Regions from separate parts of the Oncorhynchus mykiss genome. Here region 2 is linked to region 1. Evidence: chromatin contacts called from public Hi-C data. All regions are on one chromosome and are shown on one strand. Each heading gives the region's core, a stretch centred on a gene start, on an enhancer-like site or on the middle of the called end of the contact. The rest is flanking DNA. Distances are from core to core; before and after follow the strand shown.

What was found. A called contact is a pair of places that touch in the nucleus more often than the background predicts.
Region 2: a contact with region 1 is called in a Hi-C map of liver, with 2.9 times the contacts expected there. The contact joins the promoter of LOC110521834 here to the enhancer-like site in region 1. A contact is called at or near these places in 2 of 3 Hi-C or Micro-C datasets (blood and liver).

What each region holds. Positions count from the first base shown.
Region 1 is chr30:42,121,706-42,128,891 of USDA_OmykA_1.1, forward strand. It overlaps LOC110521834 (serine/threonine-protein kinase Nek7), which reads right to left. Exons shown (of 9, transcript XM_036968925.1): 4 at 6,738-6,800; 5 at 4,011-4,121; 6 at 2,028-2,136; 7 at 1,835-1,942. Among protein-coding and RNA genes, the nearest start is that of LOC110521834, 110 kb to the right of the region's middle. Within about 2 kb of position 2,661, at least 1 of the 11 cell types and tissues checked has an H3K27ac peak or open chromatin away from gene starts, as enhancers often do. A contact at or near this core is called in liver, where this site is marked.
Region 2 is chr30:42,228,437-42,235,622 of USDA_OmykA_1.1, forward strand. It overlaps LOC110521834 (serine/threonine-protein kinase Nek7), which reads right to left and starts at 2,426. Exons shown (of 9, transcript XM_036968925.1): 1 at 1,958-2,426.

The DNA of each region.
Region 1 (7,186 bases), core at 1,411-3,910:
GCCTTACGATATTGCCAATCATTTCAATGACTATTTCACTGGCATAGTGGAAACACTCAGAAGTGAAATGACAACATTGAACAGTGAAGCATCATATTTTTTTTATAAAACATCTAATAATGAAAGAGAAGCAAACAGCAAAATTACCTTTACATTTCTTTATAAAACAACATCTCATGGCACAATAGAGACAGTGAAATGACACGCACACACAGACATACTCTTTCACACTAACACACACATTCTTTAGTTGTATTATTTGTAGATTGTTTAATTTTAAATTTATCAGTGTATCATTGTTCTGCTACTTGCTGTGTTGTTTTTTTGTGGACCCTAGGAATCTGCTTTTCGGCAAAAGCTAATGGCGATTCGAATAAACCAAACCAAACGCTCCTCTCCTCTCCCACCCTGACCAAGGGGCTGAAGAAGCAGTCTACTCACAGACCACCTGAAGAGGGCGCTGTGGTTTTTGTTTTCCAAATTAAATGAACACTGTCAGTGTGGGTCTTAAAGTTTACAATTGTGTAATGACTTTCTCTCTTAATTAAAATGGTAAATTTCATTACATGTTTATTTGAGAAAATCCTGTCCTGGGAAAGTTTTTGAGAGTGTGAGAATATGTTAACTGAGCATTTTTGAGAAGAGTGGCACAATCCCCACAACAACACATCACATGCCAGTCGGCCACTGTTTTACAGCAGTCAGAGCTGTGGATTGGCAGTATTTAAAGTATTTAAGTAAAAAAAACTTTAATGTACTACTTAAGTAGTTTTTTTGTGGAATCTTTACTTTACTATTTATATTTTTGACAACGTTTACTCCACTACATTCGTAAAGAAAATAATGTACTTTTTAATCCATACATTTTCCTTGACACCCAAAAGTACTCGTTACATTTTGAATGCTGAACTGGAGAGGAAAATTCTCCAATTCCCCCACTTATCAAGAGAACATCCCTGCTCATCCCTACTGCCTCTGATTTGGCGGACTCACTCACAAATGCTTCATTTGTAAATTATGTCTGAGTGTTGGAGTGTGCCCCTGACTATCCGTAAATTAAAAAAAACAAGAAAATAGTGCCGTCTGGTTTGCCATATATAAGGAATTTGAAAGTATTTATACTTTTACTTCTGATACTTAAGTATATTTAAAATCAAATACTTTAAAACTTTTACTCAAGTAGCATTTTACTGGGTGATTTTCACTTTTACTTTACTCATTTTCTGTTTAGGCATCTTTACTTTTACTCAAGTATGACAATTGGGTACTTTTTTCATCACTATGTATCCGGCAGCAGAGGCGAAGTGTGTTTCAGACAGGTTCCGCCCAGACAACAGTTCAGAAGTCAGAGGTCAAGGCAACAGGAAGTGACAAACTGGCAAATGAAGAGGTGACAGCCCCTAAGCTGCAATAAGAAGACCTAACCCCCCAGCTTTATAACACACAAATGGTTCTGGGCTGCACCAGCTAATGAAACACATCCCCCCCTTACTGTGTGGGTGTGTGCATGTTTGGTTTTACTATCATTGTGGGGACCATAAGTCCTCACAAGGATAGTAAATCCATGAAAATTGGACTAGTTGGCTTAATTTTGCTGGTCCCCACGAGGAAAAAGGCTATTTTAGGCTTAGAGGTTAGGTTTAGGGTTAGCGTTACAATTAGGTATAGGGGTTAGGTTTATGGTTAGAAGTTACGGTTTGGGTTAAGGTTAGGTTTAGGAGTTAGGAATGAAGAAAAATTGGATTTTGAATGGGAATCAATTGTTTGGTCCTCACAAGGATAGTCAAACAAAAGTGTTTGTTTGTGTGTGTGTGTGTGTGTGTGTGTGTCTTACCTAAAGAATGGGCAGCGGTGGTTTTAGAGCTGAAGAATCGTCCTAGTCCCAGATCTCCCAGCTTCACCACTCCTGTGGCTGTTATGAACACATTAGCTGGCTTTATATCTGTAGAGAGGACAGGGTACATAGTTCAAGTTGAAGTTAAAAGTGTACGCATGTGTGCGTGCGTGTGTGTGTGTGTGTGTAGTACCTCTGTGCATGACCCGTCGGGAGTGCATGTGTTCCAGCGCACTGCACAGCTGGACAAAGTACTTCCACACTGTCCTCTCTGGAATTAACCTCCGCTGCTTCTTGAAGTGCTGCATAGATACACACAGCACAACAATGTCAGACAACATACACAAGCTTAACATACACAACTTACTAGCTAAGCCCCTCGAGTCCCTCTGTATGTATTTGACTCCATCGTTAATATGATGCAGACCTCTCTCTTTTTGCCTCTCTCGCTACCCTCTCCCTGACCTCTCTCTTTCCCCTCGCTCTGCTTCTCTCTGTCCCTTTTTCCTTCTACCCCCCCCCCCCCCACCCCCCCTCCCTCCTCTCGCTCACTCTTTCTTTCTCATACCGAGCCCTTTCTCATTTTCATTATGCTGCGATGGAAAGCACATTAGTTCTCAGAACCAGAGAAAAGGCATTTTGGGGTTATGTTCAAAACGCTCACATCTGGTATATAGCTCCTACATATATATGTAAACCAGTCACACACAAACTACACAACACACAATTCCCACAACCCTAACCCCCTCTCCCTAACCCCCTCACCCTCCCAGCAGCTCCTAGCGGTCGATTATGACTTCATTCTGTTTCAGAGGTCACAGAAACAGTCACCGTGCGACAGGATTACCGGAAATCAATGGTACGAGTGATGGGACAAAGTTTATGCAAACTATCAGCTAGGGCGGCGTAATAGCCAATCGGGTGAGAAATGGACTGGCGAGCTAGCTTTGTTGCTGTGCTGGATGGGATACTGATTGGCAAAAACTAGCAAAAATGGAGCGCAGAGAGAGAGTGACGGAACGGAAAAGATAGCGAGAAACAGAGAGAGGAAATGGGAACAATAGTTGAGAAAGAGAGAGTGAACAGGAATGATAGCAAGAAAGTGTGTGCGCACGTGCATCTGTCAGTGTGTGTATGTGTGTGTGTGCGCTTGCGTCTGTCCCAGCGTGCGTCCCATGTGTGTGCGCTTGCGTAGGTGCACGTGTGTGAAATAGAGAGACCTTGGCCCACATCCAAACAAAGGCAGCATGGTGGGCCATTCTTCCCCTTGCCCCACATTAGCATATCAGAGAAGTGTTTGATGTCAATGGGGAAGCAGAAGAAAGCCTTCCATTCCTTCCACTGCAAAAACTGCACATGCAATATTCTGTAAGTGCATGCAAATCAAGTACCATTTGATTTTATTAGAATCCTGAGATGGTCAGGGCAAGTGCCAGGAAGAGGAAGGGAGAGAAGGGGGGGGGGCACCACAGTGTAAGAATGGTGTATTTACTTCATATTGCAGCAGGGCAGTGAAGGGGGAGCGAAGAGGTTCGTAGTCATGATACCAACCTCTAGACTGGCACAGTTTAATTAGGAAAACAAATGATTTGAAGAGAGGGCAGGAGCGAAGGAAGACCTGTGTGTGTAGGTCCGTGTGTGTCAGCACGTGTCTGTGCCCGGGTGTGTGTAGTGTGCCATGTGGTATCTCTCACAGGCAGTGCTAATCGTGCTGTCCTAATTTGCAGTGTGAGACAGCATTGGATGGTTGGACATTGAGAGCTGCAGTAGATGAGTGCTAGGGGCTTGTTGAGATGCTCATACACCCTGGCTAGGCATCATTTATACATGGAGAGGCTGCTCTGCCCAGGGTTTTACATACATACATACATACATACATAACATACCACTAATTTTACACTGGCATGAGTGAAGAATGTGAATACTATGGTTCTGGTGGAGAGTTGTCCTGTATGAGAGATTACAGCAGGCAAACACATTTGACATAAGAGTTAAGCAAAAGTAGATCACTATGGCGGCCTACTGTTTATGATCACCGTAGTGGACCATCACTATAGTGGATCGCCAGTAGATCAGCACCAGAGATCACCACTTCAGCGGGTCAACAGGGTAGTAGATCACCAGGGTGGATTCCAGTGAGGAAGGTTGACCTGTGTGGGAGCATCAAATATCTTACCTTGATCATCCGGGAGAGGTCACCAGCATCGGCCAGCTCCAACACAATGTTCAGCTCATTCTCCTCAATAAATGATGCATGGTACTTGATCACGTTTGGGTGGTTCAGTTGCTGTACGAGAGAGAGAGAAACAGAGAAAGAGAGATGATGAGAGAGGGAAAGAGAGAGAGGGGGAAAAATAGAGATATAGCGAGAGAGAGCGCGAGAGAGAATAGATGAGGGAACAATGACTGTTTAACTGGCTCCCAGGGTTTGTAAAGCTTTGTGAAATCAACACATATTTTGTCCCAAGTCTCCAACCAATGACCCCTTCTTACACAGATATAATATACCACACAATGTGACAACGAGTATGTTAAAGTGTTGAAATCCTTTCAAATAACCATTATCAGGTGCTCCTATGATGTGTAATGTTGTCGGTCATTTGGCTGGCCACGCCGGTGTAGAAACCGCGTAGTTGAATGAGAAGGCTATGGCTTTGTCCTGTGTGTGTGACAGAGCAGTGTGACATGTCGACAACAACCATTGTCTGATTACAACAGGCTGCTGTTCCACACAGCTCTCAACACGCCGCTGGCAGAGAAATAAATAGATCTAGAAAACCCTCTCATTTTCTCAACCGATTATTTCCTGTTGATCGGTCAATAAGTGACTAACCACATCAGGTGCAGTCAGACAGAGAGAGGGGAGGGAGAGAGTGAGAGAGAGCTACAGTAGACGTGTTGTGTGTCAGGGGTTGTGATGTGAGCAGCGATAGCGGGGCCCAGGCATGCGGTATGACACTGCTCCGACGTGATTAAAGAAATGTTCACTCTGTGGACTGATCCACAGGAGAAGCAACGTATACATACTGTACACACACACACATACAAACAAACACTGCAGCAGACATATTTTTGGATCAGGGTTGCAGCTCTGTGATGCGTCATTTCAGAGCAAGAGAAACATCCATGTGCCCCCCCCCCATCCCATCTCTCTTCTTCCCCTACTCACGCTGACCCGTGAAGACCCTGGCCATGCTAAGAGATATGACTGTAGATGCTGGCTCCCCAGCTCCAGGCCTGGACAGCTACAGGGTGTGTGTGCAGGCAGGGCCAGGCTTCTGTCCAGTTAGTTCAGGTTAAATGAGGTTAATGTGAGCAGGCTTCAGGACTGCCTGTGAAACAGACTGGAGTAATTGAATCTGAGCCGGACACTGGGACTGGGCTGGGGGTGTACTGCATCCCATCTCACAGAACTCACGTAAGGTTAGGATGGACATAAACTATAACACAAAGGCTGAGAGATGGACAGAGAAATGTGAGAGTGAGCGAGTAACATTGTGCTCCGGCATAATGTATCAATACGTCATGCCAATGAAGCAAATTTATATACATCAATGTATATACAGTATATGCTTTTTAGCAGACGCCTTTATCCAAAGCGACTTACAGTCATGCGTGCATATATTTTACGTATGGGTGGCCCCGGGAATCAAACCCATAACCCTGGCAGTACAGGCACCATGCTCTACCAACTGAGCCATACAGGACAACAGGATCATCTAGCCTACACTTTACAAAGCATATGAACAGATAGAGAGACAGACAGACAGAGGACCGTGAGCATGCATGCCAGCATGTGTGTGTGTGTGTCAGGCCCATGGCAGTGTGCATCTCATTACTCTGATTTGGCTGTGTGTCGTGTTGTCCTGTCTACTGGGGTAGAAGGATGGATAGATGGAAGGAAGGCTGGATTCCCCTGTTCACAATCTGGCCTTGTTAGCCCTGCCCAGTACACACACACACACACACACACACACACACACACACACACACACACACACACAGTTGGAATTAACCACCACAACCATTAGCACTCACACAGAAGAGACAGAGCAGAGAAAGCACACACACACTCAAGGAGGAGGGATAAAGAGAGGGGTGAGGGAGAGAGAGGGGGAGGGACGGAGTGACATATCTTGTGCATCAGCCTCCTGAGCCCTAGAATGGAGGAGAGAGGAGGAAATGGAGGGAGGGAAAAAGAGGGGGCATGTGGCTAAGCCTGGCATAACACCAGTCTCCTCTGTGGTTGGCTAATGCAGACCTCATCAAATCAAAATCAAATCAAATTTTATTGGTCACATACACATGTTTAGCAGATGTTATTGCGGGTGTAGCAAAATGCTTGGTGTGTATGGAGGTGTGCATGGAGGTGTGCAAGGTGTGTATGGAAGAGAGAGTAACGTGTTATGAACAGAGTTAGCAACAACCTGGAGAACACACACACCTCTGATCACAGAGACAGAGGGAGTTATTCAACCTGTCATTAATTTGTTCGTTAGCTTTTGAGACCAGAGACAAGCAAAGCATGTTTAAGGTAGTTTGATCAATGAAAACACTTCATTTAAAGAAGAAAGACAAAAGACAAAAAGATGAGGGGCGTGGGGTGGGGCGTGGGAGGGGGGGGGGACAAAACATCAAAAGACACACAAGGGAGTCTGCTAAATTTCCATGGCGATCCACTATTGCCCCCCTTCTAAACAATACTGAGAGAAAAAAAAAAGAAATGTTTTGGGCATTAAAAAAAAAAAAGAGTCAATGTAAGCCTGGAGGAGTCTCTCACACACACACACACACACACAAAAGAGGGAGGCACACACACAGCACAGAAAAAGACACACAAACACACTCGCATGCAGGCGTCTGGTACAGATCAATTGTTTTCTCGCTCGCTCTGGTTCTTTACCTTTAGGAGATCTATTTCTTTGATGCAATCTTGCCGAGCTTTGGCATCCATCAAGTCGAATATCTATCAAGAGATCAAAAGGAGAGATTGTTGCAGCATGTTCAAGGAAAGGAGAAAGAGAGAGAAGGAAAAAACACTAATAGAATGACAACAAAACATCATGGCTGCTGATGCTATATGTAATGACACACACACACACACACCTCTCAGCAGCAGTCAGTGATGCTCTCAGCCACAATAATAACGCATCACCCCATTTCTTCATTCATAAACATTTCAACTATCCTATGAGAGTACAATTACCATAATGCTAATTAGACCTATAGCTACAGTACACTACCTTTCACAACTGTGGCTGTTGAACAAGTTGAGGAGACTGAAGGACTTGGTGTTTCCTTAGATTGTAAACGGTCCCGGTCAAAACATATCGATTTAATGGTCTGTCTGTA
Region 2 (7,186 bases), core at 1,176-3,675, 110 kb after region 1:
TGTAAAGGCCAAAACATTTATTTATGTTTTTAGAGGGAGAGGAACGCTGGGCCAATTGTGCGCTGCCCTATGGGACTCCCAATCACGGTCGGATGTGATACATAATAATAATACTTTTTGTCGTATTATTTGTTTTTTTCTTTTCTGGTGGATTAAACTGAAATTGCAACCAATCAGAGCTGGTTGTGATACAGCCAACCTAAGTAACTAAGAAATACATTTGATGATAGAATCCTCCCCCTACCCTCCTTCTAGGAAAGTTTCCATGACAGAGAACAGTTGATTGTCAAGGGCAATTAATTAAATTTTCTTGAGTTGTCTCGCTGGAATTGTCTTACTCTTTCAAATGACTGCTTGACCCACACAGCAGACATTGTGGGCTAGGTTAGGAATGCTGTGTTGCACCTGTAGCGCTATATTTTTTTGTGGCGTCATTACATCATCCATCTACGTTATATCAGCTTTGACATCGGTCTTGCACATTGCCGTTAAACTAGACATCGGGCCAATACAGATGTTGGAATTTTTAGCTAATATTGGCCGATTCCTAGTTGAAAGAACACTTTCGTTCAACCAACATTTTTTGTGGTTGGGGACAGCCCGAAACCTGTGGTTCTCAGTCAAGCAAAATGACACAATACAACCAGTACACTCTGGAAAGGAAACAACAATACAATGTAGCCAAACAACATCGCTTGCAAACTGCACAGATGTGAGATTTTTTTCCCTCGCTATATAACACTGGTCCTCTTAAAATTTGATTCCAGGTTGCATATCATAATATTTAAGGGCATATCAGATGGTCTGCTCTGTCCATACAAGTCACACCAAGCATAGGATTGAAATAGGAAAATAGTGTACCTATGAAAAAACTATGAAATAGCTCCTCAATACTACCTGATGAAACATTTAAATGTATTACATGAATGGTGACCACAGCCCTTCCGAAAACACATTTAAATTGTGTTTTAATTATTTTTTTCCCCACCCTGATCTATGTATTCCATTAAAAAAAATTGGCTCCCAATGCAGCTTTACTTCCAGGTAATTTTGTTGCATCTGGCAGTTCCTGGCCTGCTATTCCCCACAAGGCAGCTTATTTTCATTATTGCTAATTATCTGACCATTAATAGGCCATGGCTAGAAGCTTTTGTAATAATTTACTTTTCGTAGCAGGTTTAGGAGAACGTACGCAGCAGATAAGGAGAATACACATGGCAGGTTCGGGGAATTATGTTAAGGTTAGGAAAAGGGTTAGGATTAGCTACAATGCTAAAAACTTGTTTTGTAAATTTGACAAATGCTGGATCCCATCTAGACATGACAACGTTCAGAATCATAACAACGCACACTTTCCGGCCACATCATTTTCGTGGCGTTGTCAGACAACCCGTCTGTGAATTATAACTGTTCTGAAATAACCCCATATTTCCATTGTGACATCAGACAAGACACGAGAACTGAAACACAGGGCAGGCTGTCAAAAGTTTGGAAAAGCAAAAATATTGGCATACACTAAACTGACGACAAACGTTATATTACCTAGATAGCACATTAGCTATATCATTATACAACACCTGACAACCTAGCTAGCTAACTGTTGACAGTACATACCGTTATTAGTAACGTGCAAGATACACTATAAAACAGATGGATTGATAGCGAGTTAGTTAAAGTACGATGAAAAGTGAAGTCGCATTACTTTAATATTGTTTGCTTTAACTTTCCGTGGAATAATAAGAAATTACCCCGTAAATTCGCTTAGTTTGTTAACCAACTAACGTTAGTTAAATTTTACATTTGACAATGGTATGGACACTCGAACCTAGCTAACGTTAGCTGGCTAGCATATTCGATAAGTTTGTGAAAGTTAACCAACGTTAGTTTACATGTGGCAATGGTATGGACACTGGAACCTAGCTAACGTTAGCTAGCTAGCAAACTTCTGCATTCTTACCAGGAAGTGGGAGCTTCGCTACTGTTATTTTCGGGTGGCGATGGTGCTTACTTTTCCAATCCAAGGTCGTGCTGCAGTCGAGTTGCCGGGCCGCTCTTGCGTGGCACCTTTCCCTGTGCGCAAATACTTTTCAGAGACGACCTCTATCGTAAAAGTAGCTAGTTGACGAGGTATGTTCCAAAAGAGTCCGTCAGCCCCTTACCATTCCTGGCCTGTGGCAGTATTGTAAACAACCCAGGATTGATGGGGCGGGGTAAACGTCAGAGAATTGAGGGGAACTGTCAAATACCACTGGCGTGAAACGAAAGTAGCTATTTTTTTATTTTCAGTGATCTTTAAGGGCAGATTTACAGGTATCAGAAGTAGTAGCCTATAGAGTACCGCAATATAAATCACAATGCCCATAAAACCTAGCGGTCAAATACGGAAATGGTTCCAATTGTTTTTTCCCCCATTCATTTTTCCCATAGCGGATTTTAGAACGTCTTCAAATAACATCTGTGTTTCGAGTAGGCTTATCCTGAAGTGACGTTTAGATGTTTATCAATACATTTGTCTGCATTTACGTAATTGAATAGCCCACACGGTATCTTATTCTGCCCCTATACAACTTTGAATGTGTTGTTTGTTGGCAACCTTGTTATTTACAAAGTTTTTGGAACAGATTTCTGTTGGAATGTTCCACAAATTATACCCAGAAATTATATGTCTAGCTATTTAAATGCATGAGAAATTGGTTATAAAATTAGCTTTCCTTGGCTTTTATAAACCAACAGTCTAGCTTGCTAGTTAACTATCTAGCTAATGTTGCTGGTGAAGCTAGGTGTTTTTGATGTTTGTTTGTGCCTGTGGGTGAGGGGTGGGTACTTCAAGTATTACTTGTCGCTACCCTAGCTAGCTGAATTATTTTGGTCTGGCTTTTTGAAAGGTTAAAGAGATTTGCTGATTAGCATCTTCTCTTGAGTCAACAGTGTACAAACTTTACTGCAGGAAGTCATTGATCTGTTTTCTGTTACCCTCTGGACAGCAGATAATTGTTATAGCAAGTAGACAAGGTTATGTAACCTTATTTAGTCATACCTGCTATGGTTTTCAAGTGCCACTTTAGTAATGATGGTTTTGGGAAACAGCTCAGAGACTTAACGATGCTCATACGAAGGTTCCAACAATGAACTTAGCCTTAAAATGCTTTTGGGAAACTTGGCCTGTGTCGTACAGTCTTTCATATGTGTTGTAGTTTGTTGCATCTTATTGCTTAGTTTATCATTTGTGTCAACTTTGAATTCAATCTAAGCCACAGATTAAGGTCCTCTATTTTGTACTTGACCTTTAATAGACACAAGCCTGAAGATATTCAAGCAGCACTTTGAGAGCAAGCAGCCCAAATATTGAATGTTCCCAGAACTGGTTGATGTGCAGGCCAAAGTGACCGCACACACTCAAATGGACCTACAGCTGGGGTTAATATTCTGTCACCATTCACACATACAGTGAGGCAAAAAAGTATTTAGTCAGCCACCAATTGTGCAAGTTCTCCTACTTAAAAAGATGAGAGAGGCCTGTAATTTTCATCGTAGGTACACTTCAACTATGACAGACAAAATGAGAAAAAAATCCAGAAAATCACATTGTAGGATTTTTAAAGAATTTATTTGAAAATTATGGTGGAAAATAAGTATTTGGTCACCTACAAACAAGCAAGATTTCTGGCTCTCACAGACCTGTAACTTCTTCTTTAAGAGATTCCTCTGTCCTAAAAATTAAGATCAATTTGCATTTGCAACTGTTCTCAGTACTTTACATTTTATATATAATCAATTTACATATGTACATTTATTGTTCAGAAAAACCTTAAAGCCACACTGTCATTTGAGTTCATTGGATGACAAAAGTTTTGTGACAGAAGTGAACTCAATATACGCTCATAGGCTAGACTGTATTTCCTTATTTTCACTGACTGGGTATGTGACATGTTGTGGAATAGGAACATCATTGTGAGATTCTTTCACATAGTACCTTAGTACAAGTATCAGAGTTGCATGTTCAAACTCTGACATACGTCTTATAACTTCAAACCATCTTTTTTTCTTTGACCTAAGAAGTTTTCAAAAGGTAACCCTGAGATAATATTCAGTCATTGCTTAGATGTATAAGGCCATTCAAATTATTCACCAAATTCTCTTTACCATCAAACTGGCCAAAATGCTCTACTAAAGACACTATTAAAGTTAGGCATATTGGCAATGCTTGAATTGGCTTGCCAATTGTCACGAATAGCTAGGAGTGGTGGGTGTGGAGTCAGGCGCAGAGAGCAATGCTTCCAATGCCTACGTTTATTAAGCTGGGTCTAGCCAACAAACAGGCAAAATGACCAATAATCAGGTATGTCACCAAAACCAGGGAAAATAACAGACAGAAAAATACGTATAAGCAAAACAATTTCACCACTGACAGTGAGAATAAGCCCGCACAAAAGCAGGCGGGCCCTGGAAGTTTAGATAGGCCATAATTAACAACAAATAAGTAACAGGTGAAAACAATCAAGACAAAACTAACAGAAAATAAAAAGGAATCGGTGGCAGCTAGTAGACCGGTGACGCCGAGGAGCCACCTTCGGTGGAAGTCGTGACACCAATATAGTTCTTCTAAGAGAATGTTACAATTATATTTCAAAATTGCAGCTTCCAATGACCCCACAGCAAAGTTGATACTAAAAAAAAAATGTAACTAGGCAAGTCAGTTAAGAACAAATTCTCATTTACAATGACCAGCAACAGTGTGTGAAAACCTTGTGAAGACTTACAGAAAACGTTTGACCTCTGTCATTGCCAACAAAGGGTATATAACAAAGTATTGAGATAAACGGTTGTTATTGACCAAATACTTATTTTCCACCATAATTTGCAAATAAATTCATTTTTTTTCTAATTTTGTCTGTCATAGTTTAAATGTACCTATGATGAAAATTACAGGCCTCTCTCATCTTTTTAAGAGGGAGAACTTGCACAATTGGTGGCTGACTAAATACTTTTTTGCCCCACTGTATAATAATTGTGATTATTATATTTTTTTAAGTATTTTTAATAAATGTATGTTTACGTACCTTTAAAACTATATATTTTTTTGTCATTTTAAATCAGAACAACATCCATTTAAGAAAAAAGGTCAGGGGGGACCTTTATTTTGAAAAGTAACCGTATAATCACATGACCTTAATGTCACCAGTTTCACATTGCTGCCCTTCGGACCTCGTGGAAGACACAGGTCTTCCTATAACTGTCACGTTCTGACCTTAGTTCCTTTGTGATGTCTTTGTTTTAGTATGGTCAGGGCGTGAGTCGGGTGGGCAGTCTATGTCCTTTTTTCTATGATTTGGTATTTCTGTGTTTGGCCTGGTATGGTTCTCAGTCAGAGGCAGCTGTCAATCGTTGTCCCTGATTGAGAACCATACTTAGGCAGCCTGTTTTCACCCTTGAGTTGTGGGTGATTATACTTTCTGTTTAGTGTGGTTTGCACCTGACAGAGCTGTTTCGGTTGTGCGTTTGTTTGATGTTGTTCAGTTTAAATAAATAACATGAACAAGTACCACGCTGCGCTTTGGTCCTCACCTTCTTCCACCGACGACCGTTACCGCCAAAGAACCAAGCAGAGTGGTATCGGGCAGCAGCAGAAATCTCGGAACTCCTGGACATGGGAGGAGATTCTGGACGGCAAGGGACCCTGGACACAGGCTGGGGAACACCGCCGCCCCAAGACAGAGCTGGAGGCAGCGAAAGCTGAGCGGCGGTGGTATGAGGAGGCAGCCCGGCAGGGACGAGAGGCAGCCCCAAAACTTTATTGGGAGGGGGCACAAGTGTGTGGCTAAGTCGGAGACCTGAGCCAACTCCCCGTGCTTACCGTGGAGAGAGGTGGACCGGGCAGGCACCGTGTTATGCTGTGAGGTGTCCCCGGTGCGCAGGCATAGCCCGGTGCATTACATCGCAGCGCCTCGTATCGGCCGGGCTAGAGTGGGCATCGAGCCAGGTGCTATGAAGCCGGCTCAGCGCATCTGGTCTCCAGTGCGTCTCCTCGGGCTGGGGTCCTCGGGCTGGGGTTCCCGGTTTGCCCGCACAGCCCAGTGCGGTCTATTCCACCTCGCCGCATTGGCCTGGCTACGGGGAGTATCCAGCCAGGTAGGGTTGTGCAGGCTCGGTGCTCGAGACCTCCAGTGCGCCTCCACGGTCCGGTCTCCAGGCCTCCGGTAGCACAGGCTGTCTCTCCGTCTCTGTCCAGCGCTGCCAGAGTCTCCCGCCTGTCCGGAATCTCCCGTCCATTTGGGACCTGTTGCTAGGGTCCCCAGTCCGAGACGCCACAGAGACGGGTTAAGAGGCGGAGAAAGACTATGGTGGAGTGGGGTCCACGTCCCGCGCCAGAGCCGCCACCGTGGACAGACACCCACCCAGACCCTCCCCTATAGGTTCAGGTTTTGCGGCCGGAGTCTGCACCTTTGGGGGGGTACTGTCACGGACTGACCTTAGTTCCTTTATGTCTTTGTTTTAGGTTGGTCAGGGCATGAGTTGGGGTGTGTTGTCTATGTTCGTTTTTCTATGTTGTGTTTTGCGTTTGGCCTGGTATGGTTCTCAATCAGAGGCAGGTGTTGTTAGTTGATTGAGAATCATACTTAGCCTTTTCCCACCTGTGTTTCGTGGGTTATTGTTTCCTGTTTTGTGTATTCACCGTACAGGACTGTTTCGTTTCGTTCTCGTTATTTTGTTTTTGTGGTCCTCCTCTTCTTCCACCACAGACGAGTGTTACATTAACCTCTATATTATTCTAATGTTTACCAATTACCGTACTCTGATCATTACAGAAAGAAAAGGTTGAGCTGCCCCCTCCATCCCATACCTGGACACAGACATATGCACAAACACACATATAGGTCTACAGGTTCTCTCTCTCTCTTTGTCACAAAACCATGCAATAGGCCTACATAATAATTGGAAACAATTATGACCTTAAACTACACACAACCATTAGGAACACCTTCCTAATATTGAGTTGCACACCCTTTTGCTCAATTCGTCTACAAGGTGTCGAAAGTGTTCCAAAGGGCTGCTGGCCCATGTTAACTCCAATTATTCCCACAGTTGGGATAAGATGGCTGGATGTCCTTCGGGTGGTGGACCATTCTTTATACACATGGGAAACTTGTGGTGCGTGAAAAACCCAGCAGCGTTGCAGTTTTTGACA